2 separate regions of the Salmo salar genome follow, and region 1 is linked to region 2. Evidence: chromatin contacts called from public Hi-C data. All regions are on one chromosome and are shown on one strand. Each heading gives the region's core, a stretch centred on a gene start, on an enhancer-like site or on the middle of the called end of the contact. The rest is flanking DNA. Distances are from core to core; before and after follow the strand shown.

Region 1 (4,054 bases), core at 935-3,434, 290 kb after region 2:
AATTCAAAATACCCTTAATTTGTAATAATTTATAAATTAGCTTTAGCCCACCCAGGGATTAAAAGTGAAGTGCCAAACTCTTGTATATTTTTCTATTTTGGGCTCTTGGTAGGTCCTTAAATTTCCCTGAAAGTGACCTTTGTTTTCCATTATAATTTATCCAGTCTCATTGACCGTTGGGATCTGGAGCCTTAAACTTATGTTATGAGTCTGAAACCAGTGATTACATGTTGCAGCTCAAGATTTAAGATAATACTGCCAAATGTGGTTTGAGGTTAAGGTGTTTGCTTTCATTATTTGTTCTGTTTTCTGCAAGATATTTGAATTAAAATGGGATTTAAAATAGGAACAGATGTCTCTCGTGCTGTGCTTTTTAGATGTTGATGTTGCAATGCAGGACACTACAGCATATAAAATCTATTCAGTTTTTTCTTTGCTTCCAACATTCAGCAATATTTTCTCTGTGGTCAGCCATCTGGTGACACCACAGTTTAGTCAATATTTCAGTTCCTTTAAAAACGCCCACACAAATTGAACAACTTGCAAGATAATTGAATATTCATCCAGACTATAAATCTGCCTTCATAAATACATTATTTATTATTAAGAATTTACAGTTTAATCAGTCAAAGGAAAGGTTTCAGAATGGTCTTATCTGCTGCCATGTTATGTCCAAGAACTGTCTTTAAGTGCTGTGGGTCAATCAGGGTGACTAGGTTTGTTTGAAACGGCTACTCGTTCTTTGCTGCCCAGTTCACGTTAATGAAGGTTTTACTGTCCATGCGGTCAATGTATAGGACTCCATCCAAGTGATCCATCTCATGCTGTAGGATGCGTGCGGGCCAGCCGCTCACTTGCCAGGTCACAGGCTCCGCCTTCTCATTCAAGCCTTTGAAACAAAAAATGAAAACATTAATAGAAAAACCAAACACATGCCTAATTGATCTGATGTTCACCAGCCATGGGTCGAGAGATTTAGGTCAGATGGCTGTTTCGGGTAGATTAAATCTGGGGTGTAATCATAACTCCAAACAGTTGCAAAACATAACTTTAAAAAAAATGAGGCTGCTCTCTGGAACACGTTACTTATCTCACCTGAGACTTCCACAGAGAGGTAGCGTGGAACAGTGGCCGAGAACCCCGAGATGCTCTCACAGGCTTCCTGGAACAAAACTGTGCGTCCATCTAGGACTCGCAGCTGGGGGTTGATAAAGATCCGCAGAGGCACAGCGGTCAGACCACGGGCTTCACGTGCAGCAGGCAAGCTGTCCTCCAACATGCGCTCTGGGAACTCCAGAGCTAAGATACGAAGTGGCACTCCAACTTGAGGTGCACTCAGTCCCACACATTCAAATTTCCGCATCACCTTTACCATGGTGTGGATCACCTCCTGAACTGCCGGACCCTGTACTGCCCCAGGGTCCACCGCTGCAGCCTGGGCTCGCAGCACCGGTTCACCCACCTGGCAGACATGGGGGTATGGAGGACTTGGTGGGGGCTTGATCTTCCGCTTCATGTACTGTAGGTAGGAACGAACTTTGATGTTTGTAGAATAAGACCGGTAGGGGGCCATGGAGACAGGAACTACCCAGCCAATGGATCCAATGGAATGGGGCCGTGGGGCTTTTGAAATACACATTCTGTAAGCACTAGTCAACAGCACTGAAGAGCACACAGTTATATTCATGGTTGGGTTCAATCCTGGCAGTAGTCAGTCTGCTACAGCCCTGCAGGAGACAAGGAAAGAACTGTCAAGAAGGAAGTCAACTTACTGTAAATAATATGGACAACAACAAATTGGTGTTGGGCAAAGATTGGTATACATGCACATAAAAAATGGCCCGTTTACCAAATAAATATGTTGTGACCCGGGTATAACCAAAATAATTTCACATTATCACATGACAAGTTTACATATTTAGTAAGCTAATAGCTACAGCAGTTAGTTAGCTCACTGCACACGATATTGAAACCACGCAAATACAATGAACTCGAGTATCCTATCCCATGCAAGCGTTACACGTTTCCATACCATAAAACGTTACACTAAATGTTATTATATTGATTGCAGTGGCAACAGTGATGCCATTCTTATACTGTAATTCATAAATTCATAAAAATACACACGAGCGTGTAATGACATTAAGAGAATCACTTCCTGGTCAATTATTTTGTCAGGTCTTCAAAATAAAGGTTCTTTATTGTGGAAACGTGAATATTTAAAACATTGTATTTAACCTTTAACTAGGCAAGTCAGTTAAGGGGGTAAAGATTGATTAACATAGAATAATTTGTGCTGTATTTAACGCCTACCCATCATATTTTTATCGGTTATGTTTTGTACATATTTAGCAGCTTCCCTTGAATACTTAGTTTTGACAAGTTCTTGACGGACCCGGAAGTATTTGGCCGTGTTTTGTCGGCCGTCATTACGCTGCGTTCAAAACAACTGGAAAGTCTGTCAGATAATGACGACAGTGACCTTCATTTCGGAAAGTGATGACGCGAATGCCGACCGGCTTGTAGGGGCAGACAACGGATGCATTTATTTTATCTGGTAAACATCCATCAATGATTTGGTTATTTATTAGCTATAATAAAACCAACCGTTCTAAATGCAAAGTGGTAATCAGATGTCTTATTCAAACTCAGCTTGCAAGCCTATGATGATGTTTGCCCTTTTCATAGTTACTTGTCTTAACCAGTGGCGATTTTAGCGAGTACATGTTGGTGGGGCAAACTCCCCCAATTTTTTTAGATGCATGCCAGCAAAGCCACTAAACAACACAACATTAACAATACGTTAATTGCACTATAACGGTGACAAACAGTGGTCACAAACTGTTAGGGCCTACATAAAGCTGTCCCAACAGCAGAGCTTTCTTTTCAGCACCATGGAGTGAATCCTTACCACCACTACACCTGGCAGGCTACCTGCTTTGCAGAGTTGCAAAGAAAAAGCCATATCTCAGACTGGCCAATAAAACTAAAAGATTAAGATGGGCAAAAGAACACAGACCTGTGAGCCCCAGTCTCTTTCCTGCTCCTCACACACTATGTCCAGCTCAAAAAGTTTTTAAGACATTTTAAACTGGAAAAAGAGGCAGTCACGGTTTTAACTAAACACCGCTCTCTTCTCTCTCTTGTGCAGGAGCAGGAACCAGTGTGTCCAGTGTGCGGGCATGTTACAGGCGAACCCACAACGGTTTGGTGCAACGTGGCCCATCCTGTTCTGCTGAACCGGCAACGGGACCTGTCCTGGATGGTCGCCCGCGAGATCCTTCCAGTCAGGGCCGTTATGCACTCCCAGGGCATGGCGAGGACACCCGAGTGCCCCCGACCAGACTGCGGCCAAGATGAGTCGGTGAGGCACTTGCTCTGGGAGTGCAGAGCCGCCAGGGACCTGTGGAAGGAAGCAGGCCCCCTGATCTCCTCGTGTCTGCCAGCAGGGGACGACCTAACGCCCCAGCACGTGCTGTATGGGGTGGGCCGAAGGCCTATTCCAGCGAAGGCCTTCCCCAAGCTCTGACCCACCCTCACGTGTCTGAAGGATGCACTGTGGTCCTCCCGCAACCTGCTGGTAGCAAAATGAGTAGAGACCATCCCCCAGGTAGTGGCCATGGTAGCCACGGAAGCCCTGGGATGGTACAGAAGAAAGGAGGCCTCGACCCCCAGGCGTAGGGTCCCCCACAACACCCAAGGTCCCGGCAGCCACTGCCTGACAGTGCTGCGGCGCCTAGGGCGATGCGCCTAGGGGAGGGATCTCCTCTGGGCCCCGAAGGACAGGACGGTTATTGATTCGGAAGAGCAGGAGGAGGCGAGTTGATAAGGACTCACCCGTTCCTGTACAAAGGACCGAAGACAGCTTTTTAACAAAGTGACCTTTTAACATGTTTTCATGTCTTTAAAAAATTATTTTGTACACATTTTAAATGGCTTTTACAGATTGGATGTTTTACAAGAAAAAGTACTTTTATTCATGGTTGTTTCTATTGTTTTTAAATAAGCAACATGTACTTTTTAACAAATTTAAATGTAATATTCTAATATTCTA
Region 2 (3,816 bases), core at 1,185-3,684:
ATGAATGTGATTGTCATTGGTGTGTGTGAGCATGTGTTAACCACATAATTTCTTGCAGACCAAAGCAAACTGCTGAGTTTCTTAGAGATGCTGTGGAGACTAGATTGAGGATGTTGACGCCATACATCGATAATTGGCCACAGGTATATTGCACACAACACAGTATAACAATTAGACTTTAGACATCAACTAGACACGTGACCGTTAATCTCTTCACCTTAAACCAGTTCAAGCTACTGATTGGTATAAGGTAGCCTAATCTTGTAACATACACCAGTAGAGGCAACCATTTATTACACCTGTGCATAGATGTGCCATATAGCTTACTTGATCAAATGTATCACTTTGCCATCAACATTAGTCTCCCCCAAATTATTACACTCAGTAACAGACATCTGTTTTTTCCTGCTGATTAAAGTATATCTTCCTTTCTCCTCTCTCCAGGCTATGAGTATTCTGCTCCTCCCACACAACATCCCAGACAGTCTGAAGCACCTCTCCACCCTGGTGGATGATATCTGGTACTATGCTGGAGACCGTTCCACAGATGTGAGTCGACCTTCTCAGCCTAAGTACCCCTCTCCCCATGTCTTCCTCACCCCCTTTCATCAGGCTCCTCATACTATCCGGCCAGCCTCTGCGAAGGTTACTACTCACCACCTTTCCTCACACTGCACTCTCATTGTCCCTTTCACTTTTAACTCTGTCTACCCTATTAATCTCCATATTATATGTCCTCTCCTCTCATTAATTGTACATGTGGGTACAACTGACATTATTTGTCAATTGTTTATAAATCAGCCCAATCCAAATGTTTCCCTTGATTAAGGTTTTTGTCTTTCAACAACCACTTTAATAGTATGTCTATGTATCAAAATCTTTGTTATTCAGTTTTCACTTTTTTCCTATATCAGTTGAACTGGTATACGAAACGGGCCGCACTGACAGGGATCTATAACACCACTGAGCTGGTGATGATACAGGACTCCTCAGAAGACTTCCAGGACACCTGGAACTTCCTTGAAAACCGAATCCAGGATATTGTCAACATGGCTGGCGCCGCCAAACAGGTACCATTTCCTTAGTCAGTGCATAGTCTCTTTTAATTAGGTAACAGGTCACTAGTGATAAAATATAAATCATTAGAAAGAACTCACTAGTATACAACCTATATTAAGGGAACTAAATATGTGTAATTGACACCTATTTTGCTATTGTGTCCTGTAGGCGGCATCTACAGGAGAAGCAGTGGCGCAGGGGCTTATGGGAGCTGCTGTTACGGTGAGGGTGCTAGAGAGATAATATGCACAAAACAAAGGATTATTATTACGAATTGACATTTTAAACACTTCTCCAGGCATTGTGAAGATCTGTTCTATCCGCGCAGAATATGTGCCTTGAACATATACAGCAGCATTGCTTGGAACCTTGGATTACTTTTTTTCAGAATCCTAGGTTGTTTAAATGTTTTAATGTCATGCACTGTATTTCTTTAATACCAATTGTATTCTGTGTGTTTAGTAGTGACTGGAGATTTATTTTCTTTTTTTCCAGCTGAAGAATCTAACAGGGATTAACCAAAGACGATGAAAGAAGATGGCGATTTCTGTTCCACCATCCCCTTCCCATCCCCTCTGATCTCTATCAGTCAGTGGTTTGTGTGTGAGGCATTGAAGATCAGCTTCTGTGCTCACAGCTCAGACATTTCTTCTCTTATCTGTAATACCCTATCGTGTTGGTTTGTTTTATTGCTTAGTCGCCTTTATCCACTATAAAAATATAATTGTGCCTTAGGTCTGGTATGAGGTTTCACTTTCGTCCAGTTTGAAACGGTTTTCCCTCACATCCGCTCCTATCCATTTTCCTTTTGTATAAAGGATGCAAAAATATGATTGTATTTTAAATGTTTTTGTTCAGCTCCGTTGAGAGTTCCTAAATAAATTACAGATCAGTTACAACAAAACAATCTTGTTTATTTTTTATTTTCTTCAGTTATGGATTTAGAATGAGGGGGTCCTTGGGATGAATGAACAACACTGCATGGATTTTACCTATGCTGTTGGTGCTTTCAAGACAACTGGGAACTCAAGACAAAAGAGGTCATGACAGCAGCGATCTTCAGGTCAGAAAGTCGGGAGTTCTGGAAAGGTGCCAGTTTCCAACTTGGAATTCCGAGTTGGATGAACGTTCAAGTTGATTTTTCCAAGTCAGAGTTCGTTTTTTTCACGAGTTCTTAGTTGTCCGGAACGCGGCATAAGTATTTTACCTAGGCGCACTAAACTTTTATTTTGAAACATCTTTCCCGACGTCACGGGGTAAAGGTGTGACCCGGATGTTAAACACGCCCACTAGGACTTGGTAACCAATCACAGACTTTATTTTATTTTGGCCAATGAAGAGGAGGAGTAGTAGTGGATTGAGGCCTTCGCTGCGTGCGCGGGGTTGGTGTTGTTTTTAAGACGGATCGATACAGAACTTCTATCTGTGCTTATCTCATACGTTAACGATGCCGTATGCCAACCAGCCAATCGTGAAAATCACAGAATTGACGGATGAGAATGTTAAATTTGTCATAGAGAACACCGATCTGTCGTGAGTAACCATTTAAATGAATTATCCAAACGTTAGCTTGCTAGCGAACGAGCTCGGTACGTAGCTTGTGAGAGCGTAGCCAATGCAATGAGTAGTTGGCGCCTGCAGATACTTAATTGAAATAACTACAGCATGACATATGTCCATGTTTTAATATTTATGTATGCACGTGCTGTGTCAATGATGACGCAGCAATGGGATGTTAGACCAAATCATGTGTAAAGTTTTATCTAACTAACGCGTTAGGTCACTAGTTGGCTTGCTGAGAGTGAGCAGCCGAGAGACGGGTTGCCTCCCACGATGTAACCAATGTGTGTTCCAACATACACTGAATTACCAAAAGTATGTGGACACCGACTCGTCGAACATCTCATTCCAAAATCATGGATATTAATATGGAGTTGGTCCTCCTTTTGTTGCTATAACAGCCCCCACTCTTCTGGAAAGGCTTTGCACTACATGTTGGAACATTTGCTGCGGGGACTTTCAGCCACAATAGCATTAGTGAGGTCAGGCACTGATGTTTGGCGATTATGCCTGGCTCACAGCCGGTGTTCCAATTCATCCCGAAGGGCTTGAGGTCAGGGCTCTGTGCAGGCCAGTCAAGTTCTATCACACCAGTCTCGTCAAGCTATCTGTATGGACATCACTTTGTGCCCGACAAACTTTCTGTATGGACATCGCTTTGTCCACAGGGGAATTGTCATGCAGAAACAGGAAGAGGCTTTCACCCAAGCTGTTGCCACAAAATTGAAGCACAGAATTGTCTAGAATGTCATTGTATATTGTAGCGTTAACATTTCAATTCACTGGAACTAAGGGGCCTAGCCCGAACCATGTTAAACAGCCCCAGACCATTATACTTCTCCACCAAACTTTACAGTTGGCACTATGCATTTGGGCAGGTAGCGTTCTCCTGGCATCTGCCAAACCCAGATTCTTCTGTCTGACTGCCAGATGGCGAAGTGTGATATCACTCCAGAGAACGCGTTTCCACTGGTCCAGAGTCCAATGGCGGCGAGCTTTACACCACTCCAGCCGACGCTTGGCATTGCGCATGGTGATCTTAGGCTTCTGTGTGGCTGCTCGGCTATGGAAACCCATTTCATTAAGCTCCCGACGAACAGTTATTGTGCTGACGTTGCTTCCAGAGGCAGTTTGGAACTCGTAGTGAGTGTTGCAACCGAAGACAGACAATCTTTACGCACTTCAGCTCTCGGCTGT

Evidence for each region. A called contact is a pair of places that touch in the nucleus more often than the background predicts.
Region 1: a Hi-C map of gill shows a contact between it and region 2, with 2.4 times the contacts expected there. The contact joins the promoter of pdf here to the promoter of LOC100196851 in region 2. A contact is called at or near these places in 2 of 3 Hi-C or Micro-C datasets (gill and muscle).

Annotation. Positions count from the first base shown.
Region 1 is chrssa10:84,338,247-84,342,300 of Ssal_v3.1, forward strand. pdf (peptide deformylase, mitochondrial) reads right to left here and starts at 2,185. Exons shown (of 3, transcript XM_014124297.2): 1 at 2,033-2,185; 2 at 1,096-1,727; 3 at 578-889. The coding sequence starts at 1,687. The coding sequence ends at 732.
Region 2 is chrssa10:84,046,138-84,049,953 of Ssal_v3.1, forward strand. It overlaps LOC100196851 (RNA polymerase II subunit C), which reads left to right and starts at 2,435. Exons shown (of 9, transcript NM_001141873.1): 1 at 2,435-2,592. The coding sequence starts at 2,507. It overlaps LOC106560911 (ubiquinone biosynthesis protein COQ9-B, mitochondrial), which reads left to right. Exons shown (of 9, transcript XM_045688153.1): 5 at 59-143; 6 at 445-549; 7 at 915-1,070; 8 at 1,228-1,281; 9 at 1,555-1,963. The coding sequence ends at 1,590.